3 separate regions of the Mus musculus genome follow, and regions 1 and 3 are each linked to region 2. The links are chromatin contacts, called in public HiChIP or PLAC-seq maps. All regions are on one chromosome and are shown on one strand. The core of a region is the stretch at or near the end of the contact, and the rest is flanking DNA. Distances in the headings are between cores, read along the strand shown. Region 1 overlaps Prag1 (PEAK1 related kinase activating pseudokinase 1). Region 2 holds the start of 5430403N17Rik (RIKEN cDNA 5430403N17 gene). Region 3 overlaps Gm39163 (a long non-coding RNA gene).

The links. HiChIP or PLAC-seq counts read pairs in DNA pulled down with a chosen protein or histone mark.
Region 1: an H3K27ac HiChIP or PLAC-seq map of heart atrium shows a contact between it and region 2, with 5 times the contacts expected there. The contact joins the enhancer-like site here to the promoter of 5430403N17Rik in region 2. A contact is called at or near these places in 5 of 115 datasets of contacts at active chromatin or transcription factors (bone marrow-derived macrophages, cardiomyocytes, embryonic basal ganglia and 2 more) and 1 of 9 other capture datasets (embryonic stem cells).
Region 3: a contact with region 2 is called in a FOXA1 HiChIP or PLAC-seq map of pancreatic cancer cells. The contact joins the enhancer-like site here to the promoter of 5430403N17Rik in region 2. A contact is called at or near these places in 1 of 484 Hi-C or Micro-C datasets (nephron progenitors), 3 of 115 datasets of contacts at active chromatin or transcription factors (embryonic stem cells and pancreatic cancer cells) and 1 of 9 other capture datasets (embryonic stem cells).

The regions. Positions count from the first base shown.
Region 1 is chr8:36,121,191-36,123,890 of GRCm38.p6, forward strand. The region is part of intron 3 of Prag1 (PEAK1 related kinase activating pseudokinase 1); the gene reads left to right. Among named protein-coding and RNA genes, the nearest start is that of Prag1, 28 kb to the left of the region's middle. Within about 2 kb of position 1,356, at least 186 of the 459 cell types and tissues checked have an H3K27ac peak or open chromatin away from gene starts, as enhancers often do. A contact at or near this core is called in bone marrow-derived macrophages, cardiomyocytes and heart atrium, where this site is marked.
Region 2 is chr8:35,881,685-35,884,384 of GRCm38.p6, forward strand. 5430403N17Rik (RIKEN cDNA 5430403N17 gene) reads right to left here and starts at 1,273. Exons shown (of 3, transcript NR_046181.1): 1 at 1,169-1,273.
Region 3 is chr8:36,072,090-36,074,789 of GRCm38.p6, forward strand. It overlaps Gm39163 (a long non-coding RNA gene), which reads left to right. Exons shown (of 3, transcript XR_870358.2): 3 at 1,455-1,518. Among named protein-coding and RNA genes, the nearest start is that of Gm39163, 7.1 kb to the left of the region's middle. Within about 2 kb of position 1,367, at least 22 of the 459 cell types and tissues checked have an H3K27ac peak or open chromatin away from gene starts, as enhancers often do. A contact at or near this core is called in pancreatic cancer cells, where this site is marked.

The sequences.
Region 1 (2,700 bases), core at 106-2,605, 240 kb after region 2:
CCCAGCATGGGGTTATAGACATATACCAGCCTACCCGACTTCTACCCTCTGGTGTTTTCTAATGTGTTTGTAGATATTAGAGGAGAATATTTCAAAATGAGCATGCCAAAGAAAGCCTGTGATTTGTTCTTCTGTCCCGTGCAAGTGACAGAAATATGGCAAGCAAGATAAAGAATCCCTGTGGGCACTCGGTGTAGGAGTCTGCATTCAGCTGTCGCAATGATAACATTGTTCTAGAAAGAGTCTGAGCCAGAATTGCAAGACGTTCTAACGTAACGACGTGGCTTGTGTTCTCCCTAAAATAGCTTGAGAAATATTTTCCTACCATTTGCAGGTTTGTCGAAGCACAGGGGTTATGCCGATCCCATTCATGGTTGCATCCTCCAGCAACACCCAGCACAGAGCAGGCAACGTGTGTGTGTGTGTGTGTGTGTGTGTGTGTGTGTTGTCAGGGATCTTAGAAATGCTACTGCAGATAGACAGCAAGGAGAATGTGTTGCAATTAACTCGGACATCTGAAAGAAACTCCAAAAGGGGTGTTTCTATCTACCAAGCAAATCTGAATGACTTAATTAATTTTCAGAGAGGGGGGGGCCTTAGTACTAGAAAGTAAGTAGAGAAACGTAATGTATTTTTAGAGCCGGCCAAAAAAGACAATTGGTGATTAAAGGCGCGGGTCAGAGGCAGAGCCGTCCCTGCTTTCCTGTGCTCCCTCAGGAAGTGCATTTTATAGAAAAGTCAGAGAGGAACTAAGGGAAGCGGAGCTGGGAGCTGGGGACTCACAGCAGTAGAAGAACGCACTCTGGACCACAGCTGGAGCTCCATGCTACCTGAAGTCACTGGCTGGCTTGAAGTCACTGGCCGGCCTGTCCCGGGGCTTGCCAGGCCACCCTGATGAGGATCACATCTCCGGCTGGGGGTTAGCATGGTAAGAGCTGTGTGTTCACTGGTCATTGAGGCATTAGCCGATGGCTCGAATCTGAAGCCAATGCTGAGTGGTTTTGAAAGGTGCGCAGAAATGTTTAAGAGGCTTCTACTTCTGGGACAGGAATGTTAGTCTTTTATAAGTTCTCTCATTAGGTCTTTGACATGTTATCACTAAACTTAAAGGGAGATGTGATCTATTCTAGCCATTTGGTGGTGTGTTTGTCAAAATTAAAGGAGTTTGCTTCAAACGCCAATACAGGGCTTATTTGTCTTTTCAAATGTGTAGCTACGGAGGCAGGAAGCTCTTGGCTAAGTGTGTAGGAAGTAAACTAAATCCAGCTGGGAGAATGAGTTCGCTTCCTCAGTCACACTGTGTACTGTGCTGTCACCAGGGGCGGCAATATGAAGCTGAAGATACGGCCTCATGCCACACACTGGCACATGGCCTCCGTGAAGGATTGCAGCCATTCTGAAAGCTCTCATTCCGGAGACTCTGAGGGTATTTTTAGATGAGGCCTGTCCCCATGAATGAGGAAGTCTGGCAGATGGCTCTTCCGGCTGATTTTTTTTTTAAGCTTTCTCCCAGCGTAGTGTAGAGATCACTCTTACAAAACTTCGCTCTCTCGGGACAATGGAGGGAAAAGCCATTCTGAAAGCACCCGGTAGCAGCTGCAGAGTGAGATGTGGTTGGGTGCCGTGCCACCGAGTTCTGCGTTTCTACACAGATCTGCCGTGACCTTGCACACAATGGACAGAGGGAGTTGGGAAAGGAAGTCTGAGCAAGAATAGGTCGTGTGTCACAGCACGGAGCAGACATCATGGGGCTTATTTCCCCCACCGAAGAGGAAAGACTAGTGTATGTGGGTTTTGTCCATTGAAGTTACTTCCTTAAGTCATGGGACGACAGATTTCATTTGATAGAGGGTTTGCACCAGCTTGGGGAATCAAAATCAAAACAAATCAAATTATCGTTATTAGTGGAGCCTTGTTATACATGGTTAACCCACGCCTGTTGGCGCTTGGCCTTACATCTGACAGAACACTCTGCTGAGGCTCACAAGCTACCTTTGGGATTTTAAGCTTTTTATTTTTTTTCTCAGAGAGTCTTAAGAAGTCTGTTGCACACACAGACCGAAGAATCAAAACCGTCTTGATTGTAAGACTGGGCTTTGATGGCAAGCTTGCCTTTCATTTTAAAATGTGATGTGGTTTGGCTCATCCCCTGATTAAAGTGGCAATCTTCAAAGAGGTCAGGTGGCCCAGGTTCCCAGGGTGCCAGCTGTTGATGCTCTTCTGGGAGCACCATCGCTTCTGGGAGTTGGATGCTCTTTTTTTGGTTTTGTTTGTTTGTTTGTTTGTTTGTTTGTTTGTTTTGATTGGATATTTCATTTATTTACATTTCAAATGCTATCCCTTTTCCCAGTTTCCCCTCTGCAAACCTCCTATCCCATTCCCCCCTTACCCTGCTCCTATGAGATGCTCCCTCATCCACCTACCCACTCCGTCCTCACCGCCCTAGCGTTCCTCTACACTGGGGGATCAAGCCCTTACAGAATCAAGGGCCTCCCCTCCCATTGATGCCAGAAAAGGCCCCTTCAGCTCCTTTAGTCCTTCCCCTCACTCCTCCCTTAGGGTTCCTGTGCTCAGTCCAATGGATGATTGTGAGCATCCACATCTGTATTGGTCAGGATCTGGCAGAGCCTCTCAGGAGACAGCTCTTGTCAGCAAGCACTTCTTGGCATCCAAAATAGTGTCTGGGTTTGGTGTCTGCAT
Region 2 (2,700 bases), core at 23-2,522:
CATTGGTTTTGTCTACATATTGTGGGGGTGGGGAGAGAGGGAAGTTTCACTTGAGTATCATTTGGGGAGGAGGTGATATCAGATGTAGTGGCATTGCCTCATGGAACTTTCTCCACCTCACTGGAACCAGCACGGTGTGAATGGCCACCCATTAAAAGCTAGAGGAGGGACTGACCCCAGAGTGGAACTGTAAGGGAATCAGACCAGCACTGCCACACCCTCTCCTATTCCCCCAGGAAGATGTGGGAGGAAAAACCTGAACACAAAGGGTTGTGTGCACATCTGGGAGTTGGAAGGATGCTGGCTAGAGGCGGGGTGGAAGGAAGGTGAGGCAGCTGTGACTCACTCTGAAAGAATGGGGGTGTTGGAGCTTATACATTGTCAAGGACTAGAAAACGAACTCAGATGACCTTAGATTTAGCTAATGGGAACATTGATTTCCTTTATGAAATTCAGCCAAATACATTTAACTTCTACTTCAACATTGCCAGCAAGTATTTTTCAGTTCTTATCGTAAAGTCCGTTTTTCTTCCCCACTGGGTCACTGTTTGATTTCATACCCTAGGACATATTTTACATACCAAAGCAGACCTGGTGTCCATGTTCTCCCAGCATCCCTCAGTCCCTACATGGCATGCCCTGCTCCCAACCCGGAACTTTTCAGCCCAGTGACTGGGCTGCCCTTCTGTCAGAGGCTCTTCCCTATGTAATCCAGACATTTTGGTCTCTCCTTTCTCTCCTTCTCTTTCTCTGAGTTTTCTCTTCCCCCTCTGCTCTCTTTCCCTTTCCATGGTGACTTTTATGGCCTCAGTCATTGGGGCCAGTGAACACACCTGACAGCAGCTTTGCAATAAACCTGTGTTTGTGTATATATATATATATACACACACACACATCTAAATCTGACTTTAATTGGCTAATTTCACCAAAGGAGAAATAGCATGTCACTCGCCTTTGGAGTTTTTTAGCTGCCCCTTTAAAAAAACTTCATCCAGTGATAATGTCTTAATTCAACAAGGTACCCAGCTGTTAATTATACTGCTCATAAACATGTCTTCCTTTCCTTTTCAGAGAAATGAAGGGAAAATGATGACCATCCTCCTTCTAGAGTCAGCCTTATAGCACAGCTGTGTGCATTCCCCCTCGGGCCACCTGCCCCCAGGCTTACCTGTCCACCCAGCATTCAGCGAAGCCCAGTGTTACCATTGTCAGCAGCAGAAAGTTGGAAGAACTAACTCAGTTAACAACACAAAGGGAAAGCAGATTCTTTGTTAGCTCTCCTGGCTGTGTTGCATCATAATTACAGTTTTATGCAGCCTCCGAATTCTTTTTATTCCCCTTAGGCGACGACGGCGTGGAAAGCAAACGTTTCTTTCTTTTTTCTTTTCTTTTTTTTTTTTTTTTAATGTTTCAGTGTTAATACGTGTACAGACCCTGTGAGCTGACAATTATTAGCAAATAAAGAATAGTTTATTATCTAACCTAGTTATTGTGGTCATATTTCATATCACAACAGGACAGTTTCACTGTCCTTCTTCCAAGGAGGCTGTAGGGGAAAAAAAAAACCCACATCTCGGTAGTTTGAGAGATGGGATGCAGTGAGCGTCCCTGGCTGCCTGCCATTTCCCTTCTCCTGCTCCCATCCACCCCCCACCCTAATGAATATTCAGCCTGCATCCTTCCACCGGGAGCCTGAATTGGATGCTTCCTGTTTTTCTTACCAAAGATTGACTGTTGTCCTGGGGGAAAGGGATTGTTTATGAGGATTTGCAGCTGGGAAGTCCTGTTTGTTTATTTATTTATTTATTTTAAAATTATGATCCTGACCCTGGAGACAACATATATTTCATAGTTTCCAGTAGTGCCTTGTGTGTTTGGACAGGTTGGTTACTGCTGTCTGCGCCTCCTTTTGTCATGGTGAGCAATTCAAAGGCAGGCAATGGCACTTATTAATTCCTTTCTTTAGGGTGCCTACCACAATGCTCAGATCAAAACAGAAGCTAAGTCAAATTTGTTAGATGAATAGGCATTCCTAAATCTTCTAGAAAGAGGCAATCTTAATCATCCAGCCATAAGGCTAAGAAAAGGGGAAGGTGAGATAATACTCGTGTGTGTGTGTGTGTGTGTGTGTGTGTGTGTGTGTGTGTGTGTGTGTCTGTGTGTCTCTGTGTGTGTGTGTGTGTCTGTGTGTGTGTGTGTCTCTGTGTGTGTGTGTGTGTCTGTGTGTGTGTGTTCTTTTCTTTCTGGCAAAGCTTTGAATACAATGGCATACTACAGGGGTTCAGTTTTTTTGTGTGTTTGTTTTCCTTTCAACAGTGGGTTTTTCCATACTTCGCCTGGTGTTTCTTACAGGTGTGCTTTGCTGCATGGTAAGTCTGTGGATAACAAGCTGCATGGTTTGTTGTGTGGTTGGCAAATTATTAGCGGATGTTAGGTACACCCTTGCTCCTTGTTACGGGGTAGCCTGGGACATTATAGAAAGTTGACAATCCAGTGATGGTTTGGTTGTTTTACAGAACTTATGGGTGAAAGCATATTTGAAGGTATGATTCCACTGAAGTCGTTTACAGGCAAGTGAGCACGGGCTATTTAAGACAGATAGCCTTTTAGTGGATGATTTAGACTTCTTCGGAGGGAAGGTCTGGAGGCCTTTCAGAGCTGAAAGATCCTGGAGTCGGCTGAGCTGTTAAGGATGGTGTT
Region 3 (2,700 bases), core at 117-2,616, 190 kb after region 2:
TTCCTAAGCCCCTGTGTGGTGACTTTGGCAGTTTAGAAGATGAGGAATGTACCTGTTTTCTGGAACGTACCTCAATTGGAATTCATTTTCCCTACTTTTCCTTGACTCCACACGGGTTTCAGGTTTTGAGGTAGAAGAACACAGAGTAAGAGGAACGAGGTAAGGAAGAAATATTTGCACACGAGGGGAAATCAAATACTCAAAGTGCATCATGTCCCTGATGGAGGTGAGACCAATACTTGTTGAGTATAGGTTGTACAGGGTAACTAACTTCTCCCAGAGAGTATGTGCAAAGGGAGAGGAAAGTGACTGCTTGCTAAAGCAAACAAAACGCTCCCTCAGAGATCACAGCCAACAACAGTCAACAGTCACAATAAGAACAGATCCAGTGGGTTCAATTCAGCCAGACTCTTGCTTGCTCCTCAAACCTATGTGGGGTCATGAGAGAAGGGGGATGAATTCCACTTAAGCTACATTCTACAAGACAGGTGACTACACCTCATCTCATAAACGGTCAAAGTCATCAACCAAGGTGCTTAAGAACATCTGATAGCTGTCACATATTGCCTGGAACGGGGCCCAAAACCAGAATAAAGCGGGGGGGGGGGAGACCAATTACTTAAGAACTAAGGAAATATACATAAATACACTGTAGACTTGTATTCTTTATACTGCGTTAATATTGATGTATGAATTATAGCAAACAGACCATAGTAACATGGGACACTAGATTCAGGGAATGTAGGGGTTTTCTAAATTATACTTACATTTTCCCCCCTTTATAAATCTGCCAGCTTGACACCAAGGAGGCAGGCCTCAGGCACACCTGTGAGGTATTATTGACCTTAAGGTTAACTTCTGGGAATGTATGTGAAGAATGGTCTTGATCTCCTTAATTAAAGTGGAAAGCCCACTCTAATTGTGGGTGGTGCCATTCCCTAGGCAGAGGACCCTGGGCTGGACATCAGTAGAGGAAGAACTGTAAAAACAGTAAGCAAGAACTCGCATGCAATAATTCAGTGGAAGGCTAGAATGTGACTTCTCTCATGCTCCTGCCACTCTGCAATGGTGGACTTTAATTTGGAACTGGGAGCCAACTAAACCTTTAAGTTGCTTTTGTCCAGAGTATTTCATCACAGCAACAGAAAAATCCAAAACTGGTCCAAAATGTAAAGTTTTATTTACTTATTTTTTCCATAATGTAACCACATACGTGTGAATCCTTAGAGAAATGGGTTTGAAGGCAGTCTGGGTGGCTGGTGACTGTCTGCACTCAGGAGCTCTTTGGTGGCAAGGCTTGTGGCTCATGGAACACAATGTTAAACTCTGAACCTCAGCCGAGATAACGCCAAGAGAAGCTCAAAGATTTATGATCTTGTTGTTTAAGGAGTGGAAGAAGAAGGAAGGCTTGGGGAGTCCGTTAATGATTAACCCACGTGTTTGCTTTGTTCCAGTTACAAAGGAGAAAAAGAAAAGCCCGTCATTTACAAAGAATTAAATCAACCACTTATCGGTAAGACTGACTAAAGTATTTTGTTTTTATAAAATATAAATATGATAAGTAAGGAGTCTTTATTTCAATAATAGTTCTTTGTTGACTTTTAAAATCTTTTAGAAGTTTACGGAGACTGTGTAGTCACTCAAGAAACAGATTTTAGTAGCCCCTTTATTTTATGTTCTCTTCTCTGCATAGCTAATATTATAGGCCATTCTTAGTAATGAAAACTTACCCATTTAGTTTATATTTATGACTTGCAATCCCATTGTATTACACTCATTTTTCTTTGCATAAGGCCCATATAGCACCTGTTAAATTATAAATTGTATTTTGATCCTAAGTAAATCTTTCTTGGCTATAAATATTTTATTCTCCTATTAAATGTTAATGTTTTGTTTTATCAGACTACATACAAGTTCTATCTCCCCCAGTGTCTTTGTAGATGTGATAAGTGAACTTTTGCTTTCATTCTCCATTCTTCATGCCTCTCTCTCTTTTCTTTCCAAAGTACTTGGTGGGCATCTTCTCTGGTGGGCATTTAGGGAAACCAACATAAATGACAGCAGATATCAGCAGCAGAATGTGTAAGAGAAGCAGGTGAGAGGGAGGGTAACCCAATGTCACTGTATGAGGATGTGGCTAGAGACTTCGGAGGATGCTCATGAGGAAATACTGAACCTATGGATGCTTTTAAGGTGGAGGTGCCTCTCTGTGCTGCTTTTCCATGCTCAAAACTTGATCATCATTTCCAGAAGACTCCCTGTGTGTCTTGAAATGAATCTGGAAGTTGATACCTTCGATCAGCTTTCAGAGGTGTCAAGTGTAATGGACTCAACCAAACTGCCTTATAATGACCTGACCTCTTTTTTAGCAACACCCTCTACAAATACAAAATGAGGCATTTGTATTAGTAGTACAAATTGGAGTCCTTGAAAGAGCTCTCTCCTGATCAAACCCATTGAGCAGAAGGGATTTGTAGAGGTAACAATAATGATACATTGCTTTCTACAATATTTAGTCAAATATTTGAGTGGAAACCAAGTGTTAAGAAAGTTACTGAGTTCTTCTTTTTTTGTTTTTTGTTTTGTTTTGTTTTCCATTTGGTCCTTGGGAATTTGACTAGAGGGGGTCTGGTTCTGTTTGTTTTTGTTTTTGTTTTTTTTTTTCGTCAACTCAAAGTTATAAATAGTTAACAAACCATA